2 separate regions of the Rattus norvegicus genome follow, and region 2 is linked to region 1. Evidence: chromatin contacts called from public Hi-C data. All regions are on one chromosome and are shown on one strand. The core of a region is the stretch at or near the end of the contact, and the rest is flanking DNA. Distances in the headings are between cores, read along the strand shown.

The links. Hi-C and Micro-C count contacts between places; a contact is called where the count stands out from the background.
Region 2: a contact with region 1 is called in a Hi-C map of Schwann cells, with 5 times the contacts expected there. The contact joins the promoter of Aldh4a1 here to the enhancer-like site in region 1. A contact is called at or near these places in 12 of 12 Hi-C or Micro-C datasets (the A7r5 cell line, the Rat2 cell line, Schwann cells and 7 more) and 1 of 1 datasets of contacts at active chromatin or transcription factors (oligodendrocytes).

Annotation. Positions count from the first base shown.
Region 1 is chr5:157,001,694-157,008,263 of GRCr8, forward strand. It overlaps Ubr4 (ubiquitin protein ligase E3 component n-recognin 4), which reads left to right. Exons shown (of 106, transcript NM_001395108.1): 85 at 382-523; 86 at 829-910; 87 at 1,251-1,424; 88 at 3,087-3,208; 89 at 3,924-4,121; 90 at 4,719-4,799; 91 at 5,633-5,720; 92 at 6,159-6,286. Among named protein-coding and RNA genes, the nearest start is that of Trnav-aac3, 36 kb to the left of the region's middle. Within about 2 kb of position 4,843, at least 5 of the 93 cell types and tissues checked have an H3K27ac peak or open chromatin away from gene starts, as enhancers often do. A contact at or near this core is called in Schwann cells, where this site is marked.
Region 2 is chr5:157,160,315-157,166,741 of GRCr8, forward strand. It overlaps Aldh4a1 (aldehyde dehydrogenase 4 family, member A1), which reads left to right and starts at 2,875. Exons shown (of 15, transcript NM_001134698.1): 1 at 2,875-2,963. The coding sequence starts at 2,905.

The DNA.
Region 1 (6,570 bases), core at 3,593-6,092:
TAGTATATAACCACCCCGATCTCGGCCACAGGAACAGACAGCGCTTTAGGGTATCAGTGGTAAAGCGGCAGTGGGTGTCTGTTGAGCGCCTCTGAGCACAGACGTAATTGTCACTCATTGTCCTCCGCAGTCCTCAGGCAGTGAGCACGGAGACACAGATGCTCAGAGGCTTGGCAGCCATTCCCTGAAGTGTTGTGAATCCTTTCAGCGAGGGAAGTGTGGGGTTTCTCAGATGACCTCCATCCACCTGGAGGAGGAGAAGGAGGAGGAGGAGGAGGAGGAGGAGGAGGAGGAGGAAGAGAGGCTGAAAGTAGATACCAAGGAGGGAGCTCCTGGCTCTGGGTCCTTAGTGCTCTCTAAGGGTGTCCCATGTCCGTGCAGTTACCTGGACGAGCTGAGTGTGGCTGGGGAGTGTGCTGCAGAGTACCTGGCTCTCTACCAGAAGCTCATCGCCTCCTGCCACTGGAAAGTCTACCTGGCTGCTCGGGGAGTCCTGCCCTACGTGGGCAACCTCATCACCAAGGTGATGGATCTGTCCCTCCCCCACTTCTTCTTTCTCTACTTTTGTCAGTTCTTGCTTGCTGAGAAGACACATTTGTGGAATTAATTAGTTTCCAGACTTTACTGTAATTCGGATGGCTGTGCCGTCTGTTAAGGGTATTTGAGCTGCTTCGGGGTAAACAGTCTCTCAGCAATGCTTCAGCCTCTTTGGCCTCTCGGAAAGGCATTTTTTAAGGATTAGAATGGATGTGTGGCTTAAGCACCTCTGATGGGGACTGCGTCCTGGGGCGGAGGTGGCCTCATTGCACTGCTTGTCGCCCTGTTTAGGAAATCGCCCGCCTGCTGGCCTTGGAGGAGGCCACACTGAGCACAGACCTGCAGCAGGGATATGCCCTCAAGAGTCTCACAGGTAGAGCCATCAGCCCCTCCCTTGGGTGTGCTCCTGGGGCCAGTGCACGTCTCCCTCTAGAAGTTCTCTTCCTTGATGGGCCTGCGCGTTTGAGCTCCTCACTGCCAGCTATTTGACTCATTGGGCATCTCCTTGCTTTTTGGTTTTCTTGTTTCTTTTTTTTTTTTTTTTTCTTTTTTTTTTCTTTTTTTTCGGAGCTGGGGACCGAACCCAGGGCCTTGCGCTTGCTAGGCAAGCGTTCTACCACTGAGCTAAATCCCCAACCGGTTTTCTTGTTTCTGTGGTAGCCCAGGCCTGCTGTGTCCTGCAGATCTTACGGCAGTATCTCCTGTCCCCGCAGGCCTCCTCTCCTCCTTTGTAGAGGTGGAGTCCATCAAGCGTCATTTCAAGAGCCGCTTGGTGGGCACTGTGCTGAATGGGTACCTGTGCTTGCGGAAACTAGTGCTGCAGAGGACCAAGCTCATCGATGAGACCCAGGACATGCTGCTGGAGATGCTGGAGGACATGACCACAGGTAACCCTGCCCACTCCGCTTGGAGTAGGTGAGATGCACACAGATGTTGTTTCTTGGTACCACAGCACCAAAAGGCACACAGCTCTTGGGTTTGGGAGAGAAGCCTGTCTGACGAGCATGGTGGTGCTTAGTGTTAGCCCTCGAGCTGGGCTCATCGGTGCTTTTCCTGTGTTGAGCTCCCAGAGAAGGGAGAGGTAGAGGTCTCAGGCTGGTGTCTCCAGTCATCTGGGATGTTCTCATTGTCTCTCGTCAGTGGCCTTGCTGTGTTCTCCATAGCTGTTCTCATCCCTGTCTTTCTTCTGTACTGTTCAGCCTGTTAATCTGCTGTTGTTCTTATAGCTCAAGATTTTGTAGCCAAGAAACCTCCTGTTTATAGAGCACATTTGTGCCTGGTCAATCACTCGAAAGTTTAAAGTTCCCAGGCCCATTTGTGTTTGCTTTTCTGGTTTCTAGATGGTGTTCTCAAACTGGTATTTTATGATTTGGAGTTGTGAATTCCTATTCCTGAAGTTTATTATGGAAATTCTTTAGAAGCAAAGAATGATAATACCTGCCTTTATCCCAGCACTTGGGAGGTTGAGGCAAGAGGGCAGACACAACCAAGACAGGAGCTAGAAAGAGAGCTCAGTGGTCAAGAACACCCGCTGCTCACGCAGGGCCTGGCTTTGTTTCCATGTTAGACAGCTCACGACCACTCACAGGATCCAGCATCATCCTCCTGTCCCCTAGAGGTGCCTGCACTTCAAACACATGCACATGCAGATTCACATGCAGATATCAGTGAAAATTCAATAAAAGCAAAGAGGAAAAATAAATTCTTTAGGCCCCATGCAAGCTGGTCTTCTCCACACGGGTTTGTGACTGCTGCCTCTGTAAGGGCCCCTAGGCTGTCCCTGGCATGCCGTCATCCAACTTCCTCAGACTTCGAGGGATTGTGGAGTTTGGGTGTCACGCGAGGGAGGGGATAGCATTTAGCTCTCACTTGTCCCTCCCCCATTACCATTTTTGTAAGGAAGGACAATTTGCCTTCAGTTATGTGACTGTAGAAGAGAGAAGGTGGCTCTAGTTGACCTTCACAGCGAAGCTGGCTGTGCTCCTGAGGGGGCAGCTGTGTGATGGCCAGGGCTCCAGGCCGCTCCCCACTGGCTCCTCATCTCGGCTGACTGAGGCTCTGTCTCCAGCACTCACTTCCTGCAGGCCGTGGGAACTAAAGCTTCATGGGAACTAAACCAAAACCACTGTGGGCCCTGCTTCTCTGGGGCCCTGAGTTCTTTCCTTTGGTGGGCTTTTATTCTTCACTAGTGTAATAGTTCACCGATGGTTTGAGCTTTTTTTCAACTGACAGGAGTGAAAAGTTACTCTAGCCAACTTCATCTGCCTGGCTTCCCAAAAGGGAAGTCCTGTGTTGCTTTTGAGAACCTGTTTTGGCAAAGGAGGTATAGTCCTTCTCCTTAAGGAAAGTCGTGCTCTCAGAGAGACTGGAACAAGCACATGGTTTGACTTGGGGTGGAGGCTTCTCATTGAGTGTCGCTGATGTTACTGTGTAGAGTGTTCAGAAACCTAGCAGGCAGGAGGTGCCTGTCAGAGAAGGTGCTTCATTGTCTCAGCTCAGCTCATGCAGGCGAGGCTCTTCCCTGACTCCTTTGGCCACTTTCTTGGCAGGTACAGAGTCTGAAACCAAGGCCTTCATGGCTGTGTGCATTGAGACAGCCAAGCGCTACAATCTGGATGACTACCGGACTCCTGTGTTCATCTTTGAGAGGCTGTGCAGCATCATCTACCCTGTAAGCAGCGTGCTTGCTCCCCACAACCCACGGGTGTCAGCCTCAGTGACTTGCCCACAGGGTGGATAACTTAGTATCTTTATCCCCAGATCCACTGACAGAGTGGAAACAGCTTACTAATTTCCCTCCTCTAACAAGGGAAGCCAGTGGTCTTTTTACCTGAAGGCCAAGATTAACCCTTCTTAAAATTAGGCCTCACCTCCTGTTGCATGGGCAGCAGCAATTCTGGGGTAGAGTTGGGTATATTGGGTATATTGCTGTCCTTCTCTTCTGCACCTTGGGTTCTTCAGGCATGCACGCCACATGTGTGTCTTTCCTATGGTCTGGCTCAGAGACCTTTCTCATTGTTGAGGGAAACAGCAACATTCTTGGTTATTGATGGCATCAAGGTTGGCCTGTCAGAGATTGTCACAGAAAGAAAAAAGCCCCTTCTCTGCTCCAAGTTTCCAGTGAATCTTGCCTGGCCTCAAACTGGTCCACATCTCATTGGACAGCACCTCGCTCCTGTCTCCCTGGCCATTAGGCCATCTCTTGTTAATCTGTAAGGGACACATGAGCTTCAGGCTGCTGAGTGGTGATTTCCATGGTCTCTGGCCACCTGCCGGTCAACATGTTTAATGAGTAGGCATGGTGTTCTTGCTGTGTTTTCATTCTGGTGCCCACAGAACCGCTCAGTGCTGGTCCCTTCCCACACGTTCCTCTTTCTATCCCTTAGGAGGAAAATGAAGTCACTGAGTTCTTTGTGACCCTGGAGAAGGACCCCCAGCAAGAGGACTTTCTACAGGGCAGGATGCCCGGAAACCCATATAGCAGCAATGAACCAGGCATTGGGCCTCTTATGAGGGACATAAAGAACAAGATCTGCCAGGACTGTGACCTGGTGGCTCTTCTGGAGGACGACAGTGGGATGGAGGTAAGAGCTGGGCTGTGCTGGTCACTCACCAGGAGCACAGCTTTGAGCCACTGATTAACCTTGTAGGAGGTTAGTCTGTAAAGTGGGCTAATGGGTCCAGTCTCCCTGTCTCTCCTGCTGTAGAGGAGGAGGGCTCTGACCAGCCCTGGCCTGGAACAGCAGGTGCTTGATGGTTGTTGTTTGGAGCGGTGGTAGGCCTTTGTCACCGTTGCTTCTGGCAGGGTTTTCTAGAGATTGCAGGTTAATGGAGCCCCAGGAGTCATGGTGTTTTGACACCAGTATGTGGATCATAGCCCCTGTTAATACCCAGAGCCTTGTAGATTCTGACAGACTACTTATTGGGTCTGGCATTACCACCAGTATGATTAAAGGCAAAGGTGATTTTTTTTCTGGTGTTCAAGATGAAAAGTCTTCAGTTGGATCTAAACTGGAGTCCATGTGGATTAAACATTTGTCCCCCAACGTTGTACACATAAAATGCTGGGTGTTGTGCATGCACATGCATTTCCCTGGAGAGTGAGCTTTGACAGGGCCCTGTGATGAGCCACAAGGGTAGCCTGTGAGCTTCCTTGTCATAATTTCTCCTCTGTTTTCCAGCTTCTAGTGAACAATAAAATTATCAGTCTGGATCTTCCTGTGGCTGAGGTTTACAAGAAGGTCTGGTGTACGACCAATGAGGTATGTGCTTGCTTTCTCCAGGAGCTGTGTGTGGGCTGCCTTTTCTGCCCTCAGGACTGGCTAAGTGGAGTTGCTGTGAATCACCGTGGCCTTGTGGCCACTGTAGCTTTACTTCCTTTCTGAAGAAGTGCATTGTGTTGCCAGATCGGGAGGCATCTGGCTGTTGTCAGTCAGATAGCTTCAAGGAGGCGTGCGTGAGCCTTGTGCCTTTGCTTTTCTCTCAACTGAGGTTGGGCCTCTTGGGTCCCCAGCTTGGTGCCTGGCACAGGCAGACTCTCCCGACGGCTTCTTCTGTCCATTCCAGGCTATGTGTGTGTTAGCCTGCTGATTGGGATGAACCCTCTTTGTCTCTGATGAATGAAGACCCTGGTCTGTCTGTGGGCAAAGAGTGACGCATCTGCTCTGGGTTCCTGAAATTTGTACCACATTCTTTGGTTCAAATACAGTTGTTTGTCCTCTAGCCCCAGTAGGCAGAGAGAAGAGAGAGCTCTTCCTGAGATCAGCACAGACTTAGAATTGGGCCTTTACTTCTAGCCTAGTCAAGTATGCTGTCGAAACAAAACACTCAGGAAGTAGTGGTTGGAGCTCTTGCCTACCCAGTGCTCTAATGGAGTCCAATAGGATTGTGTGTCTGTAGTGCTTCTCACAGAGCCTGGCCTGCAGCAGGCACTGAACAGAGCGAATCTCTTCCACAGCCTTTGAGTCCAGTCCCTGTCTTGTTAAAGAAACGGAGGCTCACATCACCAAGGCATTGAGCAAGTCCAAGGGTGAAGAAGGCTTGCAGTTTTCTAGGCCTGTTTATGAGTCTACCTTTCCAACTTTTCTCTACCTAGGGAGAGCCCATGAGGATTGTTTATCGAATGCGGGGGCTACTGGGCGATGCCACCGAGGAGTTTATCGAGTCCCTGGACTCCACCACAGGTACAGCCCTCTCCACATATGATACTGCATGTTGGACTTCAGCTAGAGCAGACATGTCTCAGAGTATGGTGGCCTGTGCTCTGCATCACACTGTAAGGGAGAAAGGCATCTGTGGGCTGACATAGGTACCTGTTGGGATGAAAACATTCAGGCTGTCAAGGGAAAGATTCAGTTAGCAGGCTTGTGTTCAGATTTCTTTCTGCTTGGTTCTCTGTTCCGTTGACAGTGGTATTTGCTTGTACTTTGCTATAATAGCAGAAAACTGTAGTGGACCGAACCTCTGAGCAAGGCCCCTATGGGAGTGAGTGCAAATCGGTTATAGTCCGACCTTAATTCCAGCTAGGGAAAGGGCTGTGTGCTCTCAGCCCAGGAGAGCACTGATCTAGGCAATACGTACATTTTGAACTTGTGCTCCTCTTGGTTTCCCTTTTCCCCCAGATGAAGAAGAGGACGAAGAGGAAGTGTACAGAATGGCCGGTGTGATGGCCCAGTGCGGGGGTCTGCAGTGCATGCTGAACAGACTGGCAGGAGTCAAAGATTTTAAGCAGGGGCGCCACCTTCTAACAGTGAGTTGTGGGCAGTATGACTGCCAGGCTCTATGTGAAGCCGTGGTCGTTGAGCTACTTGACACTAGAGGGCAGTGTGGTACAGCAGAGACCAGTGCTAGTGCTGGCTTTCCCCAAACCTTGGACATCTGGGATTCCCAGTGCTCCCTCTTCCCGGCCCCACTGCCTTAGATCTGGGCTGTGGCAGTCTTCTCCCGTACCTCTTTAGTGATCAGGAACCATGACTGCTTCTCTCTGTAACCGCTCTTAATGCCAGTCATTGTTGGTTTACGGTTGCCTTTAAA
Region 2 (6,427 bases), core at 1,625-4,124, 160 kb after region 1:
TCTCTATAAGTTCAAGGACAGCCAGGTCTACAAAGCCAGTTCCAGGATAGTCACAAATCCTGTCTTGAGAAACCAGATAACAACAAACAAAAACAAAAAACCTCCCAGAAGGAAACAAGGCAGGAAGAATTAGACAGAAGAGACCCAGAGGGACCCCAGGCTAATTGGCATTGCCTGGTCTGAAGTTGAGGTCCCACCAACTACAAAGCTCCCATTTCACAGACATCTCCAGAATGTTTACAAGCAGCACCTGCTGGATTCTGGTTTGATACTGTCTACTGTTAACAGTCACTTTATTTATTTATTTATTTTGGCTTGGGCTGTTCATTCTGTGTTGGCCCTGGGGGTGAGGGGCAGCGGGGCAGCACAGTCCCTAGAGAGTCAGCTGAGCTTGACAGCCTCAGAGGTATCTTTGAGGTCAACAATGGGAGGGCAGGAAGTAAAGTGCTTGCAGGGCCCTCTGTCCCAGCTACCCTCCTTGCTCCAGACACTCCTAGATGTGCAAACAGGACTCTCCGAGGTGACCAGCCAGGCTGGGGTGAGATGCTGTCCCGACGCCCCTAGGGCCGGGAGCCCAGACAGGGTGAGCCCAGAACCAACTGTCCACTGATTGTCTGCTTGTCTCTTCGGTGGCCCTGGAGCTCTGCCTGGCATTGGGCTGTGGTCCAGGATGGGCCTCACCTGCAGAGTCGCTGCAGCTGCTCTCCACAAGGTTCTGCCTGTACAATGCCTCCTTCGCAGCCTCCTTGCTTCCACCATAGCCGAGGTGCTGGGCAGCTGTGGCCTCACTCCACTGTGAACTGCCGCTTCCAAGGATGGAGAGAAACTTGGTCATATCTAGGAAGCACCCCTTTCCTAGTCAGATCTCCCAGAGTGTTTTAAATGGTGTAATTGGCAGGAAAGGGAGAAGACCAGGGTGATGGGTGTTCAAGGCGGATATTGTTATCCCATTTTACAGAAGAGGAAACTAAGGCCCATAGAGTCCATATGGGATAGTTTTTATGTCAGCTTGACATGAGCTGGTGGCATCTGAAGGAGGGAACCAAAATTGAGAAGACTCCTCTAAAAGACCAGGCTGTGGGCAAGCCTGGGGGGCTTTTCCTTTTTTCCCCTATTTTATTTATTATTGTTGTTATTATTACCATCATTATTGTAGTCCGTTTGAGACAAGGGTTCTCCGTATATACTGGAACTCACACTGTAGACTAGGCTAGACTCGAACTCAGAGATCTGCCTGCATCTACCCCCCAAGTGCTGGACATAAAGACACTGTACTACCACTGCTCAGTTCCTTGGGCATTTCCTTAATTAGTGATTGATGTGGGAGGACCCAGCCCATTCTAGGTGGTCCAACATCTGGACTGGTGATCCACCCAGCAAGGCTGAGCAAGCCAGTAAGCAGCGCCCCTCCATGGCTTCTGCATCAGCTCCTGCCTTCAGGTTCCTATCTCAGTGATGACCTGAGAATTTGCAAATGTAAACCCTTAACTCCCCTCTTGCTTTTTGGTCATGGTGTTATTTTTTAGGTGAATTTGCCTGCTGTGGTATCAAACTAGAATTGGACAGAAGGGACCCCAAAGTAAATACGCTGGTTACATTGTCAGAGACATAGAAATACAGTATTAGAATAAGGTAGGGGGTTGGGGATTTAGCTCAGTGGTAGAGCGCTTGCCTAGCAAGCACAAGGCTCTGGGTTCGGTACCCAGCTCCAAAAAAAAGAAAAGAAAAAAAAAAAAAAAAGAATAAGGTAGGAAGGGGGGCTGAGGTGGCAAAGCCCTTTAATCCCAGCATTCTGGAGGCAGACAGACAGCTTGAATCTCTATAAATTCAAGGCCAGCGTGGTCTATAGAGTGAATTCCAGGACAGCCAAGGATGCACAGAGAAAACCCGTCTGGAAAAGTAAAACCAAACCAAACCAAAATAAATAAATAAATTAAAAAAATAAATAAACTAAAAAGACAAAAAGAATAAAGTAAGAAAACCCATAACAGTATCTCAGGAATACAGTGGTTCCCTCAGGCATCATCCTAAGAGCAGGCTTCAGAAGCCGTTGTAATACGTTTGAGTATTTATCAAACAATCTCTCAAGCAGAAAACTTTATCCGGGGGCAGAGGGACAGAGGCAGGAACAACTGGTTTTTGTGGCCAGAGGCTTTTAAGAAAAGGAAGAAAGAAGAAAAATAAATAAATAAAACGAAGAATGCTAAGTACAGGCCGGCTAGGGATTTATCGCGTACTGATACCAATCTGGAAGGAAGCAGGCCCAGGCAGCGGGCTTGGCCCTGAGCCAGGTTGGGAGGTGGGGAGTGGGGGGACAGATCAGGCTCCATCTAGGGTGGCAGACCCCCGGGTGGCGGTGGGAAGCTGGCCTTAGTGTGGTCCTGCGGGCCGGGGCAGAGTGATGGCCCGCAGGTGTCCAGCAAGGGCCGGGGACCCTTGCAGCACCTGTCGCATCGACCAGGTCCCCCGGCCCCTTCTACAAGTGAGCACGTGTTCTGTGCAGGATCTGTCATTGGCTCCTGCTGGTCTGCCTAAGAAGGCTGCAACTTGCCGGTCCTGCTGATTGGCCCGGAGGCTTTCATGCATGACTCTGATTGGTCAGTGAGGCTCACGCCCTCTTTCCTTGGGTCATACCATAAGGAGAGGAGGCGAGGAGAAGAGGGTATCATTTCGGGACTTTCCTGCCGCGTTCCCTTGACCCGCAGCCCACAGTAGTATTTTTTTATATTAAATAAGTCTGATGTTTATTCACAAGGGGGGTACCCGCGGAGAGAACCAGGGGCAGGTGGACTGGTAGATGCTGCGCCTCCCGCCGAGGTGGTGCGCTCCGGGCTTGCCTAGTCCTGCGGTTCAGGGCTCACTCTGAGCTTCCCACAACCGCTCAAGACTCTTAGAACCTCTGTGATGCTGCCGCCGGCTTTGCTTCGCCGATCCCTGCTGTCCTACGCCTGGAGGGGCTCTGGGTGAGTGAACCCCTCTGCTGCCTGACCCCTAAATGCCGCGGGCAAATCCCGGTCTGCTCGGTCTGCAGCCATGCTCTCCAGGGTCCCCATGGTTCCCCTAAGCTCGGGGTCGCGTCCTGCAGAGCCACTCTCCCATGGAGACCCTGTGGCCCCTTACCAGGTCTCTTTAGAGCAGTGGTTCTCAACTTTCCTAATGCTGCGACCCTTTAATAGTGTTCCTCATGGTGTGGTGACCCCCCAACTGTAAAATTCTGCCACTTTATGACAGCATTTTGCTGTCATGAATCGTAATGTAAATATCTAATATGCAAAATAGCTGATTTGGAACCCCTGTGAAAGGGTCGCTCGAGGTAGTGTCCTTAAGGTTGAGAACCACTGTCCTAGATGGTCAGTTTTCCTTAGCCAAGGAACCCCTGGGTAGGGTGTGGCGCCCAGACTTGTGCCCACGCCCCCTTCCTCCACTCTTCTTCCTCCTAACCCTGGATATTCCAAATTTACCAATTCTCCCTGACCTTGGACAACCTCGCGTTCACATTCTGAAGCCTCCTGACAGCCCCAGGGACCTCTCTAGTCTTCTCCCTTTCTCTTCAATATTGGGCTTTTATGGGTGCCATAATGACTTTTATTACTTGTGATGCGGCTCTGTGAGGCATGGGGCTTGTTCTGAGATTAGCATAAGTTCATTCAGACAAGTTCCTTAAAAAGCACTCTGGAGGCAGAGGCAAGCAGATTGCTGACTGAGTTCAGGTCCAGCCTGGCCTACAGAGCAAGTTCTGGGAGGATCAGGGATACACGGAGAAACCCTATTTCAAACACACACACACACACACACACACACACACACACACACACACACACACACACACAGTGTTTTTTAGTACCTGGGAGGCAAGAGGCAGGCTGGGCTCTGAGGGTTCAAGGCCAGGCCAGCTTGGTCTGTGTAGTGAGTGCAAGGTCCGCCAGGGTTTCATGAGAGACCCTGTCTCCAAAGAGGTGTCTGGCTTCCACTGTATGGACTGCCAGTTTGGTTCAAACATCTCTCTGAGGTGTAGACACAGTCCTGACAAGCTCTAAGGCAGAGAGCGGCTTGCTGTTCAGCCAGAACCTTGGGCCCCTCAGGGATGTGTTCCAAGACTGCCCCATTCAAGCCCGCTGCTTGGGTATTAGTCCCCATTTCTGTCTGCCTTCCTTGTAGAGTTACACAGCACCCCGCACTCCTACTTTGGTTACTATTTGCCTGCTCTGTGGCCTGCGTCCGACCATGTCTACCTCCACTGATTTGTGACCTTTTTGAGTTAATCAGTGGCCCTTTCCCTGCCCCCATGGGATGGCGTGGATAAGTTTCAGCCCTTCTGCATGGTGTGTGAAACCGTTAGGCAAAGGGCATGCATGGGGCTGGGGAGGAGTGTGCTCCTCTTGGGAACTGAGCCTGCAGCTCTTCTGTTTCTTCCTGCTCTGAGACCACCCACTGCAGAGCCCGGATGGAAGGCCCGGATGGGCAGAGCCACCTTCTCATAGAGTCTCAAGTTTACCTTGTCCCTCTCTAGGTGTCAGTGTGCCACAAGGTGCACTTCAGTCAAGGGGATCTGGGTGGGGGTGGGGGGATGATCAGTGAGTGGAACTCAGGGCTCTCAGGAGTTTTTGGGTTTTTTTTTAGATTTTATTTATTCATTTTATATATGATGAGTACACTATCACTGTCTTCAGACACACCAGAAGAGGGCATCAGATCTCGTTACAGATGGTTGTGAACCCCCATGTGGTTGTTGGGATTTGAACTCATGACCTCTGGAAGAGCAGTCAGTGCTCTTTTTTTTTTTTTTTTTTCGGAGCTGGGGACCGAACCCAGGGCCTTGTGCTTGCCTAGGCAAGCGCTCTACCACTGAGCTAAATCCCCAACCCCTGCAGTCAGTGCTCTTAACTCTCTCCAGTCCTCGGGAGTTTTAACTGGGGAGAAAGGTGTGGACCCAAGCACCCTATCTTCTCTTTTGGAACAGTTCTTGTTCTGCAGTAGTTTCAAATATCAGTATCATTTAGCTCGCTAACGAGCATGAGGGACCCCACATTTAGCCTAAGAACTTGTTTTGGGGACCCCTCTGCCTACTGAGCAGATGTAACTAGAGTTACAGTTGGTCTGGATCCAGATCTCTTAACTCTACAGGCCCCCTGAGCTCGTGGGGAGAAGATTTTGCAACCAGTTCTCTGGGCCCTGGTTGCCTGGTTTTTGTACGGTGCGGCTGGCCTGGCAGGGTGCCCAGAGGGGTTTCTCAACATCCGTGGCATTCATTCACCTTTGTTTTTTCGAGACAGGGTTTCTCTGTGCAGCCTTGGCTGTCCTGGAGCTCCTTTCGTAGACCAGGCTGGCCTTGAACTCACAGATCCACCTGCCTCTGCCTCCTAAGTGCTGGGACTAAAAGCACACACCACCTAAACCTGGCTTCCTCTTGTGTTCTTAGTGGATTTGTGGGGTCACACTTAATCCCTGCTTTGATGCCAATTTTGGGGTTTTTAGTTCAAGAGAATGACTTATCAAAGGTAATTGTATTGGTGGGAGTTCTCTAGAGTCACAGGACTCATGGGTAGTCTCTGTACAGGAAGGGAATTGGTTGATGACTTACAGTCTGTAGTCCAACTCCCCAACAGTGGTCAGCAGCAGCTGAGAATGGAAGTCCAAGGATCTAGCAGTGGCTCAGTCCCACAAGGTAGGCAGGTGAAGAAGAGAGAGAGAATGCACAACTCTTTTTCTCAAACACAGACCCTAAAATTGACCCTGGCTTCTCCACTGCTCTTGTGTCCTGTGTCATTTGGGGGCAACTTTAGTTTTAATAGTGGTAGTAATTTGGCATTTTACCAACTGTGAATTCTGAACTCTGTACAAGCCATGCTACATTCACTCTATCAGCCTGGGAAAAGTGGGAGCCCCCCGGAACCCCCATGGTATGGCTTCGCAGCTCCCTGTGGGGGATGATTTGACATGAATTGGTGTGTCTGAGTTATATTCGAAATAAAGACTTGAGAAACGTTTTGTAAATCTCTTGATTTCCGGAACTGAGTGTGCGATATTCAAGTGTGTGTGTGTGTGTGTGTATGTGTGTGTATGTGTGTGCATGTGTGTGCGTGTGTGCTTACGTGTGCATGTGTGCACTCAGCTGGCATTCCTGTGAGTGTAGGTGCGTGCGTGTGTGTGTGCGTGTGTGTGTGTGTGTGTGTGTGTGTGTGTGTGTGTATGTGAGAGAGAGAGAGAGAGAGAGAGAGAGAGAGAGAGAGAGAGAGCGCCACTGCACAAGTGGAAGTCAGAGATACACAACCTTGGGTGCTGGCCATCTCCTTGATCTTGTTTGTGACACGGTGTCATATGTACTTTGCTTGTTCTTAGCTACCAGGTAGGCCAGGTCAGCTGGCCTGTGTGTTTCCTTCTGGGTTTGTACATGCGTGCTGCTCTAGCCAGCTTTACATTGGTTCTG